Linked DNA regions of Mus musculus: region 1 is linked to region 2. Evidence: chromatin contacts called from public Hi-C data. All regions are on one chromosome and are shown on one strand. Each heading gives the region's core, a stretch centred on a gene start, on an enhancer-like site or on the middle of the called end of the contact. The rest is flanking DNA. Distances are from core to core; before and after follow the strand shown.

Region 1 (4,364 bases), core at 5-2,504, 3.5 Mb after region 2:
ATTAATTAGTTTCAGAGACCTGAACAAAAGGAGCAAGCTCCAATCCAGCAATCCAGACCTAAAGAAATACGCCCAGTATTAAATTCGATGTCAATAACCAAGTGTAAGGCCAGTTGAATGGCTCGATGAGTGGATGCACACAATCTTGAAGCCCTAGGACCTGTTTGCTGAAAGGAGGGAAAACCAACTCCTGGACGTCTTCTGCTGACCTCTCACGCCTAGATTCTCTCCCCCTCCATTCTTCCCCATATACACATAAAACAAATAAATAAATGCTTTAAAAAAAAAAAAGACTCAAGTACAAGTAGGGCAAGATGGCTCAGTGGGTAAAGGCACTAGCTTTTAAACCCGACGACCCGACACACTGACACACATGGTGGGAAAAGCAGCACTAAGTCCAGCAAGATGCCCCTAACCTCCATCACACACACACACACACACACACACACACACAACAATTCAAGTGCAAAGATCACGTCAACTGGGAAAGAAAGGAAGCAATCGCCATGACCACCCAAGAGGGAACCACCAACAGACTATGGGGAACACCTATGACACTCTGGGAAACAATCTACAAAGTATAACTAATTGGAAAAAAAAAGTTCCGAGAACATAAAACGTGATTTCAATTAAGCTAGACAAAATATTTTAAAACAATGCACAAATCTTCAAGAATTCATCATATGCCTGCGACCTATACAAGTTTCAGTAAGTATTTGTTGATTGAAAACGCACATGAAGAAAAGAAAAACAGACCTGCTTTTCATGTTAAATATTCTACGCTGTTTGCATCTCTAAGAGGCTGCATTAATTAACCCCCTGTATTATTAAATGAATGCCTTCAAGGTACAGGACTTGGATGTAGACCTTTTGAGGAGCATTAGCCAGGCATTAGCGAGGTATTAGCACTCCCAGGAGCAACTAGAGTTTTTATACAGCAAGCCCACGCTCAAGAGCTCTTTAATAAGGACCGGGGAAAGTTCTGGGCTCGAAATCGTTGTACACCAGAGGGCTAGTGGCACCCTTGATCTAGAGGGTTTTCCTCCCGGGTTCTCAGGGGTACGTGTCCACAGTCACGAGCCCTGGAGGAACCGAGGAGAAAAGCGCTTTGAGCAGGTGCGTACACGCTGCGGTCAGGCAAAGGAAACTTACTTTCCGACTGGCCTCTTTGGCTGTGACCTGTCTCTCCTGTTCAGGCATCGTCCCCACAGACGCCAAGTTCTTCCTGGGATCCATCCCCGAGCCCAAAGGTCACCTGGTTGGGGGGAGGGAAGGGCGACTTTACAAGCCAGGGAGAGGAGGCGCGAAGAAGCGCATCCGTGGTTCCTGGGGAACACAGGGCTCAGATCTCCCAGCCCCGGCGCTGCGGACTACGGACAGCGAGGTCCGCGGTGCGCTGCAGATAGGGTGCAGCGAGGACCACAGTCTCAGGACGCCCGCTCCAGCGCAGCCCCCTCTCCACCCCGCGCCCCGCTACTGCGGCCGCTGGGGACTCGCCGACACCTCTGAAAGAGCGGACTCTGTACTGGAAGATTAGCTCGTCGCCCGCCCGGACCTCCCATTGGGTCCCAACCGGCTGGCAGCGCCGCGGTGGGGGCAGGGCTGGGCGCCCTCAAGGGGGCTTCCAGACGGGAGGGGGGGGAGCGAAGTGGGCGGGGCGAGTGGGGTGGGAGGGGCGAGAGAGCCGGCTGTCCATCACAAGCCACGCCCCACCACCGCCACCGCAGCGGCGTGGCCCAAGTGGGATGGGCCCGTGTGCGCCCCGCCTGTGGGAAGCGGCTATTAGGCAACCTGCAGGAAGGCGTGTAAGCGGGGGGCGTGGCTAACGGCACACGCTTCCTCAGGAGCCAATAGGATAGAAGAACAGGCAAGCGCTTCCGGGCTGTGAGAGGGGAGGGTGGGATAAGATGGCGGCGGACACTGGGAGCTGGTGCGTGTACGCCGTGCTGCGGTGAGGATCTGGTGGCCTGAGCTCACGAGGGCGTGGAGGGTTTGGAGGCAGTCCAGATAAAGTCTGTAGAAGCGCTTTCTTCGTGCCTCGGTTTACCTCGGTTGTTTCGCATGCCGATCAGCTGTTTTCCTTAACTGGCTACCTGCTGCTTCGTAAACCAGTTGGTTGACTCTCTGCTACTTGACCATCTGTTGATTTCTTCTTTCCTGGTTGATGTTTAAAGTTGTAAATATATTGGTTTTGCCTTTGAGATACATATCGTTTCTTATGTAAGAATTACATAAAGTTGGTAGAAATAAACAGGAATGTTAACCACCCGGTGGTCACTACTATTGTAATAGTTCCATATTTCAAAAGTTGTTTCTGCCCTATGAAAGCCTACCTAAGTTCATATGTGTTTTTGTTCAGGTTGAACATTTATAGCTAGCGAAATAGCGTTCTGAAGAGCAGTGGATACATGCATTCTTGCCAGAGTTTGTATTACATCTTCCTTTCTGAGCTGTCTGCTTCAAGGTCTGTAGTGATTGCTAAAAATATGAATAGGCTAGTTTGTTCTAGCACATTCTTGGCCTTTTCCCGATAAATGGAATGCTGCCAGCTCTGTACAGTGTACATTGTCATGAGTGACTTTCTGCATTATAATGGTCATTGATAAGTAATTCAAAGCTTTGGATTACAGTTACCTTTCTTCCAAGCATTTGGTTTAAATATGGGTATGTATTGGCTAGGAATCAAGTGTTTACCTAACATCTTTGAGGCCCTGAATCACCAGTCATCACCACTAAGGGGAAAAAAATTAATTTTTTTTGTTTTTTTGTTTTGTTTTGTTTTTGTTTTTCGAGACAGGGTTTCTCTGTATAGTCCTGACTGTCCTGGAGCTCACTTTGTAGACCAGGCTGGCCTCAAACTCAGAAATCCTCCTGCCTCTGCCTCTCAAGTGCTGGGATTAAAGGCATGTGCCACCACCGCCCGGCACTTTTTTTTTAAATAATTTTTTTAGCAGACTTAGGAGCTACAGAACTTAATATTAAGCAAGTGTGTAAAAAGTAAACCTTAGTTTGTAGCTGACTTTTTAAATTGACAACAGGTTGATTTTCACCTTTTATTTATCTCAGGTTTTTCTATTCACTCTTCTTTCCTGGACTGATGATATGCGGAGTTTTGTGTGTATATTTGGTCATTGGCCTTTGGGTTATCAGGTGGCATCTACAGAGAAAGAAGAAGTCTGTGTCGACCAGCAAAAATGGAAAAGAACAAACGGTGGTTGCATTTTTCCATCCATACTGTAATGCAGGTGGCGGAGGAGAGAGAGTTCTGTGGTGTGCTTTGAGAGCCCTGCAGAAAAAGTAGGTATGCATCTTTCTTAGCTCAAACACAGCGCTACTGCTTGCTAAGATCATACTGAATTTTAGTTTCCACAGATTTCAGTGTTGCAGAGCTGTTATCCCAACTTACCTGGAGTCTAAAGTGGGAGGATTATTGGAGCCCAGGAGTCATAAGCCAGCCTGGGCAACATGAGAAGTACCTTTTAAAATGGGAATTTAAAAAGAAAAAAGAAAAAGTTAGCTTTTAAAACATGCTTTTATTTCTCAGATGAACAAAACCTGTCTAAGACTAGACCCTTCAAGACCCCATCCTAGGCGGAGAGGAACTCACAATGTCCCTTTAGTGAAGTGCTAACGTCAGTTAATGCTTGCTGGAGATGGGGGACTCATACTGCTTTGTGCTGTAGCCACTTGTAAGTTGCCTTTGTTTAAAACTCTCCCCCTGGGCTCACACAGGCAACCCTAATTAAATGCCCACACACCAGAAAAAGACAGGGAGGCAGGAGAAAAGCTTGCTGGGAAGAAGAGATTTGCTGGGCTGGGGAGGATGATAAGATAAGGGGCACAGGATATAATCTGAGCGCATGGTATACGTGAGAGCAAGTGGGGGTAGCCACATCATGAAAAATAATTTACTTGTTTTTGGTTTTATTGAGGCAGGGTCTCAATCTGTAGCTCTCTGGCCATCCTGGAACACACTCTGTAGATCAGGCTGGCCTCAAACCCACTGCCTCCCAAGTGCTGGGATTAAAGGTGTGCACCACTATGCCCAGCTGAAAATAATTTTTTAAAGAGTGTTAAAACATATATAAATCTCTGGGATCTATGTGAAACCTATCCAGGTGAGAACATAGTCCCAGATTCCCTTAGAGAAGCAACCTCAAATTATCTTAAGTGCAGTAATTTTCTTCCTTAGTTGGCATGCTTTTTTAATTGGAAAATATTTACAATCGTTACAAAAGAAAGAAGTATATAGTTTTGGGGGAGCATGCATGTGTGCTTGTGTGCTTGTAAATGTAGAGGCCTGTAGCTGATAGTGGATGTCTTCCTCAGTTGCTTTCTACTTTTTGTTGAGGCAAAATCTCTAG
Region 2 (4,228 bases), core at 1,110-3,609:
AGATCCACAATGTCTGCCACATGTCCTTCATTCTTTCTGATCTATCCTATATATTGCCATTTTTCAGTTGACTAAAAGCCCATTTTTCAAATGTGATTACAGGTTTGCCCATATGGGGCTAGCCGACTAGGCCAGCACTCTTTCTTTTTGGCTCAGGCTCACCAAGGGTTACTGAGGATGGCATAGGAAACTGTTAAAATGATGCTGGGGGGGCTGGTGAGATAGCTCAGTTGGTAAGAGCACCCGACTGTTCTTCCGAAGGTCTGAAGTTCAAATCCCAGCAACCACATGGTGGCTCACAACCATCCGTAATGAGATCTGACTCCCTCTTCTGGAGTGTCTGAAGACAGCTACAGTATACTTACATATAATAAAAAAAATAAATAAATCTTTAAAAAAAATGATGCTGGGAGTGAAACTCAAGTCCTCTGAGGGAAAGAGAGTGTATGTAGAGGGAGAAACTGTTTGACTGGAGTCCCTGGCTTCCTCCCCTCCCTGACGTGGTCCCTAAATTCCAGTTTTCTCTTCCTCTCCAACAATGGACCATTTGGAAAGCCTCGGAATAGAAAAAAATGGCAAAAACCTAGTCCCACATTCCTGACAGCTGTCCTAATCACCCCACCTCACCAGAAGTCACCAGCCACCCAAGCCCCTTACCCTAGATGACCATACCAGGGCATAAGCGTATGGCAGACATGTCATTTTCCTTCACCTACAATCTATTAAAAAAACCTTCTCCAGCCATAGTCTATTCTTGACATTTTCTTGTCTTGTCCTGAGCCTAGTGAACTTTCCCAGGAGCCCATTCCCAAATAAACCTACATTTTTTTTTTAAACTTCTTAATTTGGTTTGAATTGGCTTTTTTTTTTTTTTTTTTTTCTGGCAGAGAAAAACCTATTAGTAGTGATTCAACAAAAGATTCTGGGAGGCCCTTGCTTTGGACTAAGTTTGCACACCATGTCCATCCAGCAAAGCTGATCAAACCAAAGTGGAGTCAGTCATGCTGAGTGGCAGGGAATCTAAGTGAAAGGTTAGAGAACCCAAAGGGTCCCAACAGTAAGAGGAGATAAGATGCCGGTTCACCTAAGATAGCCAAATAAGGAAGTCTGAGAACCAAGCCATGGTTCTGATTCTGTGTTCCCTTCTCAGGAATCCTAGTCCTGCTCTTACTGCCTGTATAAAGTGAGAGCATACAGCCGAGGGGAGGGTTATTTAGATCGGAGGGAGAGTTCAGCCTGAGGCATCTGGAAAAGTCCACAGAAGGGAGAGAAAGCTCTCTATCGGACTTGGCCAGCAGGGTAGGTCAGGCCATGAGAGGAGTGGGCACTGGGAAGAAAGGTGGAAGAGAAGAGAGAAAAGCAAAAGAGAGGACAGAGGGTGGGGTAGGGAAAGGGGGAGGAGCAGGGGGAGGGGAGGGGGGAGAGAGAGAGGGTCAGTAGGACTAAGTACCAGCCTGAAATGGCGGGGTTATATAGGAATGAGAAGCTTGGGGAACTGAAGCCCAAGAGCTGGAGAAGTTTAGAGCAGGAGGTGGGTTGAGAAACGCTAAAAGGAGCCACAGGTACCACGTAAGCCTGGAGGCCAGCAGACACTGTGGTATGTTACTGGGCACCTTAAGCAGCCATTTTGTCTTGAGTTTCTCTTTGCACTGCCTAGTGAAAGCTCTCCCACTGTGTTAGTGAAGATGCTTCAATTCGTGAATTCCCATTAACAGCTCATCACTCGGAATTTGGCTTTTTAAAATTATATATATTATATATTTTAATATGTACATTTAAAATAATTTTGAAATATATATATATGTATATGTGTGTGTATATCTATATAAATTATCTTTTTTTTTTTTTTTTAAAGCCAAATTGCTGGGCCAGTCTGTAATCCTAGCTCTTGGGGAAGGCTGAGTCGGGAGAAGGGCTGAGTGTTGTGAGCTAGAAACCAAGGCCATCTCTCTAAACACCCAACCAGGAGCTAAGGAGATGGCTCAGTGGTTAAGAACATTTGCTCTAGCAGAGGACCCGAATTTGGTCCCTGGCTCCCTTATGGTGGCACATAACCATGTGTAATTGGATCTGACGCCCTCTAGTGACCTCCACTGGCACCAGGCACGCACGTGGTGCAAATATGTACAAGCAGGCAAAGTACTCACACGTGTAACAAATAAATACAAAACCCAAAACAACCTGTCTGTCCAAACCAGTTGGGTGGTTTTTTTGTTTTTGTTTTTAACGCCCGGCGCTTAAGGCGACGAAAGGATACTGTTATCTACAGAAGAGCAGGCACTCCCTGGCTTCCGTCCTCCCTAGGCGGCTCCGTCCTCCTCCCTCTCCCGGCAGCCCTTGCGCGGGGAGGCGGGCCCGCGTCCGACCCGCCCCCTCGCAGACTCGCGGGCGGGAGGTTTGAAGACCCAGAGGGCCCGCGGACGCTGCAGCAGTCCCGCTCGCGCTCCAGGGTGCAGGGCTGAGGCAGGGCCCACGGGTGGGTCCCCTCCCCGGTCACCGAGCGCTGCGCAACGAGGACGAGCGAACCCTGCGGGGACAAGCGACCGCGGCGCTGACCTGCGCCCTGAAGCCGCGGTGCGGCGGGCTGACTCCTGCCAGGTCGCCGGAGAGCTTCAGGGCCGCCCGTGAGCGATCAGGTCTCGGCTGTCGTGTGTCACTGAGCCGGGCGCTCTCGGCGAGGGAAGGGAACCCGGAGCCCTTGCGCACACACACACACACCCCTAAGCCTGACGCGGCGAGCCCAGGGGGCACGGCCTGCGCATGCGCACCCCTCTGCCTTCCTGCCGGCGCACGCTCGGTCCCGCAGCTTCAAGCTGGTCGGGTCATGGAGGCCTCGGGAGGCGTTGGGGGCGCCTTTCTGAAAGGTGAGGAGACACGCCCAGTAGGGAGGGGGCTGGGGTCTAGGCTCCCAGCGCCTGGTTGTCTTGCCTGGGCCGCCGGGATCGGCTCCCAGGCCAGGTCCCATCCCATCTCAGGGCTCCCTACGCCCGAGGTCCTCTCACATCCTAGGTTCCCTCACACCCGGAGTCCCCTCACTCAGGATCCCGACCACCTGTGTGGACACCCCACATACATTCACCCTGTGACCTTCATCGACCCCTATGTGTTCCCCAATCCCCCCACCCCACCCCGGTGCAGGCTGAGCCCTGGAGAGCTGGCGGGAGGATAGGCTCCTGTCTTAGCTTTCTGGGATCCTCTTGCCTCTATGGCCTCTGCAGTTGTGGGATCAGGAAAAGTAAGAATTTGGTAATAGTGTGATGGCCTCTGGAGGGTCCTACCTGAGTAGAGCTGCCTGACACTTGTGGAGCTCACCTTTTTTTTTGTTGTTGTTGTATTTTTGTCGTGCTAACACGTGCTCAGAACATGGGACCCTGGGTGAGGAGATTCCAAGTATAAATATATTTTATATATTTATATATTATATTTATTATAGCTATGTGTTTATTATATTTATATCATATATGTGTATATATATTTAAATTTTTATTTATTATTTTAGAAAGCAAGTTTGCCTCCAACTTGCTATGTAGCTGAGGCTGACTTATCTCTGTTTTTTAATTTGGTTTGGGGGTGTGGGGTGGGGGTGTGGGCTTGCTTGTGTAACAAAGTTTCTCTTGTGGCTCTAGCCTTCCTGGACCTGGAAACTCTGTCTCAGTCTGTAGACCAGGCTGACCTCAGAGATCTGCCTACCTCTGCCTCTCAAATACTGGTTTTAAAGGGATACACCACCACCACATGCTTTGGCGTAGAACTCTTGCCTCTACTTTATAATCACTATGTGCTAAGATACCCAACTTCATATAAATAATTTATTAGAACTGAACTGTATTAGCTTGACTATGCTATGGCCATAGAATCGTGTTATTGGAAGATAGTCTGGGCCAGAAAGCCTGGAATGATTACTATATCTGTTTCTTTACAGAAAGCATAATCCAGGATAATTATAAATCTTCCTGGATGAGGAAGATTTAAAATACTACCAAAATGGCAAGGATGATGTTTTGAATAGATTCGTAATAAGAAATCTTCACGTAATAGGAAACTTTCACTTTTTTTTCCCTAAAATAAACAGAACAAGAGAAGAATCTATTGTGGGAGGGGGTGTGCAATTCCTAGTGTGTGGTTCCTGCTAAGATCTTGCTTATTTTCAGATGTTGTGGCCTATGTTGAAGTATGGTCTTCCAAAGGGACAGAGAATTACTCAAGGACGTTTGCAAAGCAACTTGAG

The links. Hi-C and Micro-C count contacts between places; a contact is called where the count stands out from the background.
Region 1: a Hi-C map of CD4 T cells shows a contact between it and region 2, with 6 times the contacts expected there. The contact joins the promoter of Atp7b here to the promoter of Mcph1 in region 2. A contact is called at or near these places in 1 of 39 promoter capture datasets (cranial neural crest) and 1 of 484 Hi-C or Micro-C datasets (CD4 T cells).

The regions. Positions count from the first base shown.
Region 1 is chr8:22,058,820-22,063,183 of GRCm38.p6, forward strand. It overlaps Atp7b (ATPase, Cu++ transporting, beta polypeptide), which reads right to left and starts at 1,255. Exons shown (of 21, transcript NM_007511.2): 1 at 1,153-1,255. The coding sequence starts at 1,236. It overlaps Alg11 (asparagine-linked glycosylation 11 (alpha-1,2-mannosyltransferase)), which reads left to right and starts at 1,902. Exons shown (of 4, transcript NM_001243161.1): 1 at 1,902-1,951; 2 at 3,067-3,297. The coding sequence starts at 1,908.
Region 2 is chr8:18,592,772-18,596,999 of GRCm38.p6, forward strand. Mcph1 (microcephaly, primary autosomal recessive 1) reads left to right here and starts at 2,360. Exons shown (of 14, transcript NM_173189.3): 1 at 2,360-2,864; 2 at 4,152-4,228. The coding sequence starts at 2,825.